Linked DNA regions of Drosophila melanogaster: region 1 is linked to region 2. The links are chromatin contacts, called in public Hi-C maps. All regions are on one chromosome and are shown on one strand. Each heading gives the region's core, a stretch centred on a gene start, on an enhancer-like site or on the middle of the called end of the contact. The rest is flanking DNA. Distances are from core to core; before and after follow the strand shown.

Region 1 (6,818 bases), core at 441-2,940, 330 kb before region 2:
GACGCGGCGGTAGAAGAACTGCGTGCTGTCAGCACAAATGATGATTAGCTTGCGAATCGGCAATTGACACTTCAGTTGTCAGTACTCACCTATAGACCAGATCCTTCTCGAGCAGCAAGCTGTGGAAGAAGACGAATACCTGCGCTCCCAGTGCCTCGTCGATGAGCATCTCATCGCGATTGATGATCGAGATGGCGGTGGCCTGAAGCTGCAAAGGTGCATGCCGCAGGCTGGCCAGCGTTAGTCCGAAGCTGTAGGCAATGATGGCATTCAGGCGCGGTGCTTGCCAGCTGCTCTGCGCGTACAGCTCCTCCAGGAAGCACTCGGCGAACTCGCGATCGCTGAAGATCGGAAGTCGGGTTGTGTGCTCATTGGGTTCCTCGGTGACCAGCAGCATGGAGGTATCGTACGCATACAGCAGAGCCATCAGCATGATCAGGGTCACGTCGTCCATGTTGCCGCCCGCGTCGTGGTTCTTTCGGTTGGCCAATTGGTGCATCAGCCGAATGGCAATGTGTCGCGGCAGGCCGCGTTGTGCCGACCAATTGAACAGGGCCATTGCCAATGCCTGTTGAATGTCCTCGTATAGGCCGAGCACCTGGTTCTGATGCTTCTTGGAGCCAAACGCGCGGTTTGTGGTCAGCATAGCGCACTGCGAACGTTGGACAACAAATGAATAACAATTTGCGAAGGAAGATATGCAATTTCAGAGAATTTCAGAAACAGGCGCATACAAACCCACCTCCTTGTCGACATCCATCTCCTCGAGCAGCTGCAGCAGGCGTCCCAGTATCCCAGAGCCGTCGACAAGGCTCTCGGCATAGTTAGTGACCAGACCGGTGATCTGCGTGCGTAGAACGATAATCAGGGTCAGTGAATCTCTCTTTCAGCGGCACTGCGATGCCTGCGATGTCGAAATCTCGAAACTTACCTCCTTGGGCAGTTCGGTGTTCCACGAGACGCCGCTAACCACCTGGAACATGTCGCGAAGCGTGCAGCTGATGGCCTTTCGTCCATCGTAGTAGAGCAGCACCGCGACAAGGCCTCTGGACAGGCCGGGATGATGCTTCTGCTGGCGCTGTGCGGTGCACAGCAGCTCCACGGCGAAACCCTCGTCCAGATCGAACATGTCGGACAGAATGACCGCCTCGTCGGCCAGGTCCTGTGACATCTTTGTCTTTCGCGAATGCCCCTGCATCGGGACGCCTTCGTTGAGGGCATTTCGTAGGAGATTGCGGCTCTTCTCGCTTCTCGGCTGCCGACATTTTCAATAATGGATTATCAATAATTAGTTAAATCTACGGATCTGCAAGCGCTTGTTTTGCTATACCCACCGGATTGCGCAGCAAGTTGCTGAAGTTGTGCTTGTACTTCTTGAGGCACTGCTCCAGATCCGAGGTGAAGCCACTGCGATTGGACACCGCGGTCTGAAAAGTGTTGTACAAATGCTTGTACGGCGTCCACATGTCCTCGATTACAGCTGTGGACGCATGGGTGGCATTAGTGATTTGGCGACCCACGCACATCTGCTCGTTGGCCAGGCACTCACCATCCATTTCACTTGGTTTTGCGGTTCGCTCAGTTCACGCAGTTCTTGCTGATTCGCAGTTATTGACTATAAAACGCGGCAAGATTGCTTCGCTTTGCGACAAGGCGCCGGTTACCAGGGCTGGGTGCTGCAAATACTGGAAAACACAGATGTTCACCACCGTACGAACTCACCACGCTCGTACGCGCTTCGGTGCTTGTGCCCGCTAACTGCGGTTGCTGCGCTGGCTAAACGGTTGATTCGAACCAAGTCAATCGGAAAATCGATGCTTATCGAACGATAATCGAGGCGCTGCATCGGTGCGTTGTCGCACCACTAACTAACACAACTTCAGTGCGGCGCGGGCGGGGCGTTTTCGTGAAAATCTACGCACGGACTTTTCGTAGTTACCCGATAGTAGCATCCATTTGTTTTGTTCCGATTCGCGTTTTTTTTTTTTTCTGTTCTCCGCCACTTGATTTGGCCAGCGAACGCACTGCCCAAGTGGTGTCCTGTTCGCATTGTGAGTGAATCACCGATGGCCGCGGGCAGGCTGAACTGCACCATAGTGGGATGCTGGTTCTGGCTGTCGATGCAAGTGGATGTGGAAGTGGATGTAGAAGTGTAAATGCAAATGCAATCGGCGCAGTTCGGCTGCAATAAATGCCAAAAGGGATACTAACTGCCAAAGCCAGTGCAATTGGAAGGAAAATTCAAATTTCATTGGGAATTATTCGAATTGGAATTGAATTTGTAACTGGAGTTGGAGTTCAGAGTACTTGGTACTGGGTGTGCGAGAGCGACAGAGAGGAAGAGAGGCAGTGCAAGTGTGTGGGGGTAGCAGTCACACAGGCACACACGAACATACTCACAACTCCAGTGCATAAAACTCCAAACTGCGTTCGCCTCTCTCTTTTCGTTTCGCTTGCTCTCTCCCCTACGTTCGCCCACGCAACGCCTGGCGAGCGAGAGAGAGAGCGGTATAGAAGAGCAAGGGAGCCAGAGCGAGAGAGCAAGGAAGTGGTTTTTCCACCGAAAATATGGACAAAGGCAAACTGCAGAGTTAGCTGAAAATAAAAAAAAATAAAAAAAAGGAACAAGACACAAACAGTGACTGAAATAGCGGTTAACAGCGCTCCCTTACGGCGAATCGTTGAAATTCAAGACGGAGAGCTATCGCATTTCTTCAATTATGTCTGTTTCGCTTTTCATTCCGCTGCAGTAAGCGATCGCGCGAAGGAGCAGCAATACAGAGAGCGAGATTTGGAGAGAGAGAGAGAGAGATAGAGAGTGCGCTCCCAATTGACGACTCCACTCCACTCCCACACACACTTAACCCCGCCCCCTCGCACCCGTAATTACTATGGATTGTGGTGGTATTGCGGCACATCAGCAACAACAACTACAACAGCAACAACTGCACTTACTCCAGCAACAGCTACAACAACAACACCACCAGCAGCAGCGGCAACAACAACAGCACAGCCTCGAGGAAGCAGCAACAATAACAAATGTAAGTATCTCCCAAGTTTCTCCAAATGTGTGTGTGCGTTTGTGTTGCTCGACCATTTCCTCTGTACTTCATAATTCGCTCCCACACACAAAAAAAAAAGAAGTCATAGGACAGAGTACACAGGAAGAAACTGAACTATACCTTTAAAGTACAGCTTCTTCAAATTATAGTAAGAACGGTGCAAATGGTAGACTCACATATGGTTGGTAATTGTATTAACTATAATTCTCTATTAGTGTTTTTTTTTTCGAGTGTATTCAGTATACTTTACTCCTTGGCTATGAAAATAACCTAGTTATGCAGTGCTAGGTGATCAAAAGACTTCAAATTCGGTACTCCAAAGTTGAGACTGCCCAACTAGTATCATGGATATAGTTTCCTATAGTTTGATAATATAGAAACTTAAAACTTTACCACTCCCCCCATTCGATGGGTCAAAGGAGAATTAATAAAAGCAAACGCAGAGAGCGGAATGATTAATCTTTGGACCAGCTGCTGGGGCAAAAACGACCACAAAAAGTGCTCAATGCTTTCAAGTCCAACAGAATGCCGACCCATTAATTGGTGTACTAACTTTTTCGCTCTCTCTTGCGCCTCTTTCTCCGTTCTTGCCCCATTACTTTCACCGTGCATAAACGCTGAAAAGAGTTCCCGATCGTTGTGGTTCTGTTTTTCGTTTTTCGCCTCTGAGGTTCTCGATTTGTTTATGCGCGGGCGGCGGAAGAAAACCCGATTCCACACGAAAAAAGTCAAAGGCGATGTGCGATACCATGCGGCAACAGCAACAAACGCGATGTTGTTGCTGCCCCTTTGTTTTGCCGCAACAGCGGGCGTCGCCCCGCTCCCCTAAGCCACTTCACTTCCCAGCAGTTTGTGGCACAACCCCAACCAGGAAGGTCGATTAGTTTCTGGATCAGAATGGTAACAAACAGTTAAAACAAAGGCTCCATTTGGACGAGATAATAATCAGATCCAACAAAAACATTTTGTTTATAAGTGAACTATATATTTAAACAATGTTTGAACATCGCTTGGCTGGTCTCAATAGATGTAATTTCAGTTGAAGTATATCTTACATATATTAGAGATACATTTGGTACAAAGGAAATTAACCTTTAAAATTGTTATTTTTAAAAATGGTTTAACAATTGGAATTCCCTTAAGTCCAAATGTTTAAAATAATAGTTATCCACAGTCCTCCAGTTTTATATATATATATATACTTTATATCTTTGCAAGTAAGCCCTGTTTGTTGTCAGTCGCGGTTTTGTTCACTGCACACAAACATTTTGTATCTATGTAAATAAATACATACATACACATACATATAGTTTAGAGTGAACTGTCAGGATGCCAGGACGTGACTGCGTGCAGCTCAAGGACGAGGACATGGGAATTGGCCTCCCGGTGCGTGTCAAATTTGCCTAATTGCGCGCAGAGGTCAGCAAATTCTGAAAAACTGCGCTGCCCATTTGACCATTTCTACTTGGCCAGCACGCACATTTTTCATTTCCCAAAAGCAAATATTACACCTCAGCATAAAAGGTTGAGTAAGCAGTTTGCTTGACAGCAGGACAATCTGTTAGTTGGCATTTTTGGATTGTTTCAAACTAGTGAGTTTATACAAAACTCATTGAAAAATGTTGCAAAAATACTTGACAACTTTTTTCACTCCAATTCCATATCTTGTGTGAAACAATTTAGGAAAAAAAACTACTTCGATATGTAAATTCTTTTTTGATGAAGTCATTATGCAGTTATCAAATACATTTATCTAGTTTTTTCTTTAAATTCAAGCTATCCTCTGGTTTCCGTGCATATAAGGCAGTTTATAAGACCAGGGATTGGATGTACGTTTTAAGAAATATACTTTCAACTGCGTTAACAACATAATATTTAAATTTTTATTTTTTTATTTTTAATTTCTTTTAAAAATGTAACTCATTCAGATAGGTATATTCTTAATGTTAATGTAGTGAGTCGCTTTGTTCCCACAAAAACAGAGAAGATTGATTAAAGCCGATACTAAATGAAAGCTGGTGGGTTTTACCCCATCTGCAAAAAATCTAAATCCCATAAGTTTTTATAATAGACTCAAACATCGCATGTGAAAGTAAACATCATCAAACATCATATTGTGGCCTGCGTACCGTGTCCCTTCAATCTACCTCAAGACAATTATAATTCTTAAGAATGATTTGAAGAATAGCACGGGCAGCACTAGTTTTGCTATCCCCGATTTCTAACCGTGTACGCACTTGCATCCGACATCCAGGGCTGCCAACTCGCTTGCATCTGCAGTCCAGTTGGCAGCGCTGTCGGCGCTCTCGCTCGCGCCTGTTGTGTTTGAGTTCGAGTTGCTGCGCTTGTGAGTTTCTCAGCTTGTTGTCGCCATTTGGGTTTCGACCGACGCGCGCAGGAGACGTGACATCGCAGAGCGGAGCGACACGAACGTAACGTAACGGAACGGCACGATACGAAACGAAGTGCTACGCAACGAAAGGCGAACAGAAAACGAACATCACCATCAACGGCGGATGCGAGTGCGAGAGTGATTGGAAGTAAAAGAGCGCGCGCGGAATTCGAAGTGCACAATTATTCAATTTTATTTTTATTTTTTTTTTTTGACTTTGCGTTCCGTTTCGGTCCAAATACGTCGCCTTCTTTTGTTTTTTCTCAATTTTTCTCTTGTGCGCTGCGCTTATTAAGTTCCTTTAAAGTGCCTGGTCCATTGTGTTGTGATTGCCGCTTTTACATACACAAACATCGCAGGAAGAGGAAGCAGCATTACGCGGGGTAAATGAAACAATAATTAAAAGTGCCCTTTATTAATTTCCAAAAGGGGCTAAAGTGATGGATGGTGGGGAAGAGGGGTGCAACGAAAAAGAATCCGACGACTTAAAGCAAAACCAGAACGATTGACAATAGAATCAGTATACTTTATCATTTCCTAACCACCGATAACCTCATTTCACGGCGACACATGTGCATATCTATTTGAAAAGCTCAACAGCGAAGTGCAGATGAACAATGTTTGTACAGTAAAGTGTGTTGTGGCTCCAAACAAGTGGAAAATCAAATATTAGCAAGAAAAGTAGTTCACAATTTTTGTCTAATATTTGCAAACGCACTTGACGGACACTTGTAAATATGCATTCCAGAACTCAATTTGCCAGTTAGAAAATGCAATGATCTGAGGCAATCATCAAATTGCCCCCTTGTAATTCCACCATTTTAAATAGACCTTGAGTTCATTTAGCCATTGTTTACTGTGCCCTTCCATTTGTTGCGCCCCCCCAAAACCGAACTTGCAACGCAAGCGTGGCTGGCAACCCTGGTCTGGCCACCACGGCTCTCCCTTGTGATTTTCGCCGGTTTTTGGCTCAGTCATATGTGCGTCATTCCGCTTCCTCCCACATTTCCTTTGCATCCTCCCCCGCCATCGCCACCCCGCAGAGAGTCACCCGCATTGTCGACTCCTTGGCCACTCTACTCTCTGTTCTCGCCCACTACTCCTTACTCCGCCTTCGCCAAATTGCTTCTGCACGTTCGTCAAATATTTGCTCAACTCTTTTTAATTACATTACACACACTCACGCATTTGCCGTTGTTACCCCGTTTACCCCTTTTACACCATCGCCATTACACGTAGAAAACAGTGGCTTGCGCAGGGGGGGCGTTCATTACCGACACTCCCCCCACCCTCCCTTCTGGTTTCAAACAACTAAACTTTTGGCTTTATTGTGCTTTTAAGAGTCGTAAAACTCTAAATGTACA
Region 2 (7,096 bases), core at 1,985-4,484:
TCTCTTTTAGCCTTGCGATTCAACAAGCTTCTTAGCTAAATTTGATTGATCGACAGCCAGTGCAAGACATGGCTGATTGAAAGGATTTGAGAAGCATTGTTGCGGCTCCTCAGTTTCCCCGCGCCTGGATACACTCAAAAGTTTGCACTTAAGGGGTCACATGGGTTATCCAAAAATTCATTTCATTTAAGTACAATAAAATGCCTAAGCAATACTTGTGTAGACAGCGAAATTAAATCGAAATGTTATAATCAGATTTTACACATATTCAAAATGCTGATTGTTTTATTTTCATCGACTATGTGCAAGTGTGGTTTTGTATTACTTTAAATCTAATTGTTCGGTTTCAGCGTTCGATATCAGCGAAAATATGTCCAGTGAATGAGTAGTCTTGAAAATATCCTTTTAAAGACGCGCGCCCCATTTCGGCTTGTGCCACCCATGTAACCCCTTGGCACAGTAAAGAATACATTTTAATATACATTTGCATAGCCTAATCACAATCCTTTGTCGTGGACAATCTTACACAACTACTTTGGGGCACATTGATAACCAATTCCAGTAGCCTTAGCCTAGATTTACATACGTTATACTAGCCCTAATAAATGTAGTCTACAATCTCTTTGTGATGCGATTCTTTGTGGTAAAAGCTGCCTACTTTGGCGATTCCTGGAGGCGCCAGGGGACGTGGATCTACGGGGAGAGGCGAAGGAGTCGTCTCTTTTTGGATGTGGTTTGTGTTTTCGAAGTTTAAAACAATTCGAAGCGATTGTGTGTGGATGAGCGAAGTGTATGGATGTGTGTGCGTGTTTGTGGGGGGATTGTGGAAGGGATCTCTTGGCTTTTCGCTTAGCTAGTTCTAACAGATAATTACCTTGTCATCGTTATCAGACTCCTCGTTGCTGCCCACCTCGCTGCCGTTCTCGGAGCCATCCTTGACCACCGCCTTGATGGCCTTTTCTTGGCGATCCATGGCGCTGCTGCGGTGACGCGTCTTCTTCCACGAGTAGTAGTACTTGACCAAACTGGCTATGGATTTGTCTGGCAGCTGTGGTCGGAGTTGCAATTGCATTTAGGCGGTTCAAAACAATATGCGCGGCTCACTCACCATCTGGCGGATGCGGTGGAAGCTCTTCCCGTGGAACTGGAAGGCCTGTTCGAACAGCACCTTGTCCTCGATGGTCCACTCGTCCGGGAAGGGCGTGAAGTTGGCCAGGTCCATTACGGCACGCTCCAGATCGTGTTTGTGCCAGAACAGCATGCCCAATGCCTGTTCGCCGTTGTAGCCGTACTTTTCCTTGGCCACCGAAATGTACTCCTCCACTGCAAGGTTACAATACGTGTCTTAGTATTCTATTCGCTGGCACAACCCAGAGATCAAATGGGCAAGTAAGCCACTAATACGTACATTTCAGATCAGGAATCTCCTTGGTGGGCGACCATACGAGGAGGGCGCGTTCGTTCATTTGTTCCGGGCGGCGCTCCGCTTCCGGAACGAGCGGCGGACAAACCGCCTGGTAGTCGCGTCCAACGCGGATTTTCTCTATGAAATGAAAATTTGTTTAAAGACCACATCGTGCGGAAAAAGACTACAGGTACTCACCTTCGTACTCAGACTGCTTGGCCTTGCTCTTGCCGTTCCGTTTGGTGGCTGGAAAAGGGAGACGGTACAGATAAGTGGGCTGAAGTGGCAGGAAGGTAATTCCGGGGCGTTTCACTTACAGTTGTCGTCGTCGGAGCTCTCCGGCGTGCCTGCACCTGGCACAGCTGTGGTGGTCTTCTCGTTCGCATTGGCGTTCCCGGAGTGGCCGCTGTTGTTGCCGCTGCCCACGAGGCTGGCGCTGTTGGTGACGCCGCCCGTGGTGTGCGTATTGGGACTGGGGCCGCGCGAACGGCGCCCGTTGCGCACCACATCCGTGGTGTTGCGCTCCGCCAACACCATCTTGTCCCGGATGAGCTGGGCGCGCTTGTTATGCTTCTCCAGGGTGCTAGTTTTGGCTAAACACGAGCACTAGCGAACACGAGCACTGCGGAGCTGCAAGAACAGTGGGGACATGTGTTAACGACTGATTCGGACACGGATGACAGCCGTACTCTGCTCTCCGGCTGAAAAATCCAGCAAATAGAAACTCTGCACCGCGTTTGGCGAGAGTGTGCGCTTGGCAAGAGGCACTTTTCCCGCAACGAGCGCAGAAGTGCGCTGTCAAACAGATACATTCATAAGTGTGCGTGCGTCCGTGTGAGCGTATGCGCGTGTATTGCGTGTGCTAGCGACGCGTGTATAGGTGTATGGGTGAGGGCCAAGCCAGCTGAGTTTGGAAACGGCAATGCATTTGGATTTGAATGCAGGAATCCGAATCTGGCTGGACGGAGGGACACGGAGGGACTCGGAGGACGCCTACCTGGTACTCTGGTGCCCCACAAGCACACAACCGAAGACGCTGCCACACGGATCTCACTGCACGTACCGTTTTCGCCCGCTTACGCAGTACGGCCTGCCGGACGCGGAGCTGGGGCTACTTGGAAAGGAGTACTCTTGGCCAGAAACTCCAGATACGGAACGCTGCGAACGGCTGGTCAGTGGAGTTGTTGCGCGCAGGTAACTGAAATCCAAACTGAAACGCGGAAAAAAAAACTCACTCGCGTACCGATTCTCTCTGGTCGTCCGTGGGCACAGCGCACTTTGTCGCCGACGACCGCAGTTCAGCTTTGTCTGTCGGTTGATCCGATTTTTTGCCCTCGCCTGGCTTCTCGACAGGCGGCCCCTTGGATTATCCTATCCCCGTTTTCGTTGGAGATCGAGAAACGGCTTCGCTTGCCCCTTTTTGATGGACACTCTCAGCACTTTTTCTAGAATATACGTCAGAAAACTGAGCGAATGCTCAAATTAATTTAAACTGTGGCTGTAGCAGCCACGGTTGCAAGGGATACACAAACTATCGATTAGGCCGCTCCGATATTTCGCTTTTGCCCTGTACAGGGATGCCACACGGCAGGCTGTACTGAATTTCGGGCAGACGACATCGATATTCGACATCTGTTTATTCACAGCCAACTTTAATGTGGTTTTACGCCATACATATGATGCTCGTACAGCAATTATGTGACTGATGCAAGCGAGAGCATACAAATACGGGGATATGGGTGATTTGTAATTCCACCCCCATCTGAGCGCAGTCCAGGTGGCAACGACGCTGCCCCCGCATGCCTATCGACCGATATACCGCAGATTCGCCAGTTTTCCGCAAGGTGGCGACTACGGCGGGCGCAGACTAAAAAGACAGACTTTTTTCTATATAATATACGGCAGGAATCAGTGCAAAAACCGATCCAACGCAATGGCTGCTAGATTCATACAGAAAATTGTAAGACCCGTTTAGGCTTAAGCGACTTGACCCGCCCCGCGTCGCGCCTCTTAACCCCACCATACAGCGACCAAACCAATTCTGCAGGACAGCAGTTGATTACGTGCTGGCCAAAAAGTACTGGCCAACTACCACTAACATTGCGATTTTGTTTCTCGTCCGACGCTCCTGCCCTCCAACTCCACGCCCGCTAACCAACCCTGCAAACCACCGATGCAATGATCTGCGATTCCGCGATTCCCAACGACAACAACACATTACGCAAAACACTTGCAGCTCAATCAACTGGGTTTGATTGCAGCGCGTGATGCTCCGGCGGTGACTGCGACGCCAGCAGTGAGCCAGGTTGGTTCCATAACAGCGGCGGCAGCGACGGAACCATCCGGGATCCGCAGTGGGGGCCACCACCTCCTTCGCCAGGACATCAGCTGTCCGTCCGGCGAAAACGAAAAGAGCACAGCATTAGAATTCGCATTCACTTTACATAACACTCTCTCTCTCGCTCCCTCGTTGCGTGGCCGAGATATCGATAACGGCGGGCAGGGCGGGTGGTTCGGACCCTCGAAAATCCCACCCCCTACTCGAGAGGCGGGAAAAAATCAGTTACCGAGATTGGGCCCTGATTTGCGGCCTTATCAGCGCCGTGGGAATCATTTGTGCACTCTAACCTCAACGCGACGAACTGTTTGGCACGGGGGGTAGGGCGGACGGGATTTTTGTTTGGCATGGGCACTTATGTAATCCCGCTAGATGCTGCTGCTGTTGCTGCTGCCCATCTATGCGTTTTCTCGCCACCATTTCTGTAGATCACTCTGTAACCCGCCTATGGTCTTGCTATTTTCCAGGTCAACGCGACTCCCGCCGCCAGCCGGTCCTACTCCTCCGGCACCAAGAAAGTCACCCTCATCCCTGGCGATGGCATCGGACCTGAGATCTCTGCGGCCGTGCAGAAAATCTTCACCGCCGCCAATGTCCCCATCGAGTGGGAGGCCGTGGACGTGACCCCCGTCCGGGTAAGTGTCGTAATCCCAGCCAGAGTTAGTGGTTCAACTTGACATTTCAAATCCAAGTTGAGCGCCATCGCCTTCGAAGCGCGTGGCCGTTTGACAACAGGTGGCAACTACGGTCGTCTGGGCGGTAAATTTGAAATACAACCAGGCTCTAGTTAACATTCCATTGCCATATATTCGATATAAATGCCAAATCAATGGATACGAATCCATGCAATATTTTCGCCAAATATTAATTTGCTCTGTTAAAAGCCAAAAAAAAAATGCATACATATGTCGGAGAAGACGACACATATATAAAACAATTTGCGAGCTAGCTTTATTTATTTACTTCTTATTTCATTTGTGCGTGACATGTTAACAGGGACCCGACGGAAAGTTCGGCATCCCACAGGCCGCCATTGACTCGGTGAACACGAACAAGATCGGCCTGAAGGGTCCTCTGATGACGCCCGTCGGCAAGGGCCATCGGTCTCTGAATCTGGCCCTGCGCAAGGAGTTCAATCTGTACGCCAACGTGCGTCCCTGCCGCAGTCTCGAGGGCTACAAGACGCTGTACGACGATGTGGACGTGGTCACCATCCGTGAGAACACCGAGGGCGAGTACTCCGGCATCGAGCACGAGATCGTCGACGGCGTCGTTCAGAGCATCAAGCTGATCACCGAGGAAGCCTCCAAGCGTGTGGCCGAGTACGCCTTCCAGTACGCCAAGAACAACAACCGCAAGAAGGTCACCGTGGTGCACAAGGCGAACATTATGTAAGTTGGCCACGAGAGCTACTCTTTTTTGTTGTTGTGAAACTAATGCTATTTTCCTACCATTTCTCACAGGCGCATGTCCGATGGTCTCTTCCTGCGCTGCGTCCGCGACATGGCCCAGAAGTTCCCAGAAATCCAGTTCGAAGAGAAGTATCTGGATACGGTGTGCCTGAACATGGTCCAGAACCCCGGAAAATACGACGTGCTGGTGAGTTGAATTACGCAGTCGCTAAAGTATAGTATCAGCGACTAAGCTAATGCCGTCTCCATAATGCCAGGTCATGCCCAATCTGTACGGTGATATTCTGTCTGACATGTGCGCCGGTTTGGTGGGCGGCCTCGGCCTGACGCCCTCCGGCAACATGGGCCTGAACGGTGCCCTGTTCGAGTCTGTGCACGGAACCGCCCCCGATATTGCCGGCAAGGACCTGGCCAATCCCACTGCCCTGTTGCTGTCGGCGGTCATGATGCTGCGCCACATGGAGCTCAACACGTACGCCGATAAAATCGAGCGTGCCGCCTTCGAGACCATCAAGGAGGGCAAATACCTCACCGGCGATCTGGGCGGCCGTGCCAAGTGCTCCGAGTTCACGAACGAGATCTGTGCCAAGCTGTAGACGACGGATCACGGACCATCCGCATAAGCTGTAGCAAGTATCGCCAACCATAACAACAACCGATGAGAACAGAGCAGAGAATTACGCCAGGAATATTGCGCAGAGAAGGAGGATGATGCAGTATGAACAACAGCAATTAAACACTCGCCCCAAACCAAAAAAAAAAAAAAAATGTAGCAGCAGCAGCAGCAACAGCAACAACAGCACTCACTAAACTTTGCCGAAAGTTTCCTACGTTTCCTACCTTTTTACAAATTGTGCCAGCAGCACCGCTCGCCCCGAAAACAACAACAAAATTTCTATATAGCTAACACTACCTAAAGTATTTTTATGTTCGAATACCTAGGTATATTATTTAATTTGCTTAGGCCAAACTTGCAAGCGTTAAAATTCGTTAAATTGCCAATTTTACTTGCGATAGTAAAGTATTTTTGTCGCCATCCAGCCAACACCTTGAGTTATTATTGTTTATATAATTCGTATGCAAAATGATAATCTTATTTAATTTATTGATTATTAATTCTCTAATTTGTTTAGCCCCTTGAGTTGAGTTCAGTTGAGTTAAGTGAGCTCCTTGTGCTGTGCAGCGTGCAGCCGATACTCTTAAAAAAGAATAGAAAGCAATTTTTTGTCAAATTCGAGGCAAAACGTGTGAACGTGAAGCCAGGACTAGTGGAAAGTTGAGTGCAAACGGTTACAATAATTTAATTCTAAACAGAACGCAAGTAAAACTTATTCAAACCAAGAGAGAAATACACAATACAAATGCTATGAAATGAAGGCAATTGTTATTAATAGTTAAGCGAATTGTAATGCAAAGTCATCATGCAATTGTTAAAACTCAATAAAGGAAACAACCAAAATAAAAACACAAATCGCATTTTAAATTGCAGTTTCCAAAACGAAAAGGAATGCAAAATATATTTATAGGGTTCGCAGTTTTTGGTTTACAAAAATAAAAATATGAAGTGTATACATATTCAGGCTTTCGGGAGTCCTCCGATTCTTGTGAGATATATTATAGTTAATACTTGTTAAACACTTGTGAATTATTTGTTGACAAAAGTAAAATGATGTTGATGTTTCTTAATTAAAACGGGGGTATTATTTGACAAAAGTAAAATCGTTTTTTGACAATTCGTTCCATTCTTTAGGTATCGTTTTCGTTTTCCTACAAGAAAAAAAAAAAAAAACAACTGTTATCAAAAATTTATTTTCATTAGCATACATTTTCTGCCTCAATATGTATATCCCTCTTTCATAAATTCCTATATATTACGTGTTCTTGAGAATGAAAACTGTACAGATGATCGATCGACTACAACTATCTCTACGTATGATGAGG

Evidence for each region. Hi-C and Micro-C count contacts between places; a contact is called where the count stands out from the background.
Region 1: a contact with region 2 is called in a Hi-C map of the Kc167 cell line, with 2.3 times the contacts expected there. The contact joins the promoter of Nup205 here to the promoter of Idh3a in region 2. A contact is called at or near these places in 4 of 107 Hi-C or Micro-C datasets (the Kc167 cell line, the ML-DmBG3-c2 cell line and wing imaginal disc).

What each region holds. Positions count from the first base shown.
Region 1 is chrX:19,847,086-19,853,903 of dm6, reverse strand. Nup205 (Nucleoporin 205kD) reads right to left here and starts at 1,690. Exons shown (of 10, transcript NM_167687.3): 1 at 1,335-1,690; 2 at 932-1,255; 3 at 743-844; 4 at 90-652; 5 at 1-25. The coding sequence starts at 1,556. It overlaps pico (pico,), which reads left to right and starts at 1,845. Exons shown (of 4, transcript NM_134519.3): 1 at 1,845-3,041. The coding sequence starts at 2,892.
Region 2 is chrX:19,517,942-19,525,037 of dm6, reverse strand. Idh3a (Isocitrate dehydrogenase 3a) reads left to right here and starts at 3,234. Exons shown (of 5, transcript NM_167657.3): 1 at 3,234-3,365; 2 at 4,211-4,378; 3 at 4,740-5,134; 4 at 5,207-5,342; 5 at 5,413-6,610. The coding sequence starts at 3,339. The coding sequence ends at 5,751. CoRest (CoRest,) reads right to left here and starts at 2,939. Exons shown (of 11, transcript NM_001201742.3): 1 at 2,649-2,939; 2 at 1,723-2,035; 3 at 1,604-1,651; 4 at 1,409-1,543; 5 at 1,109-1,323; 6 at 875-1,048. The coding sequence starts at 1,942. CG14200 reads right to left here. Exons shown (of 5, transcript NM_133159.3): 5 at 6,636-7,096.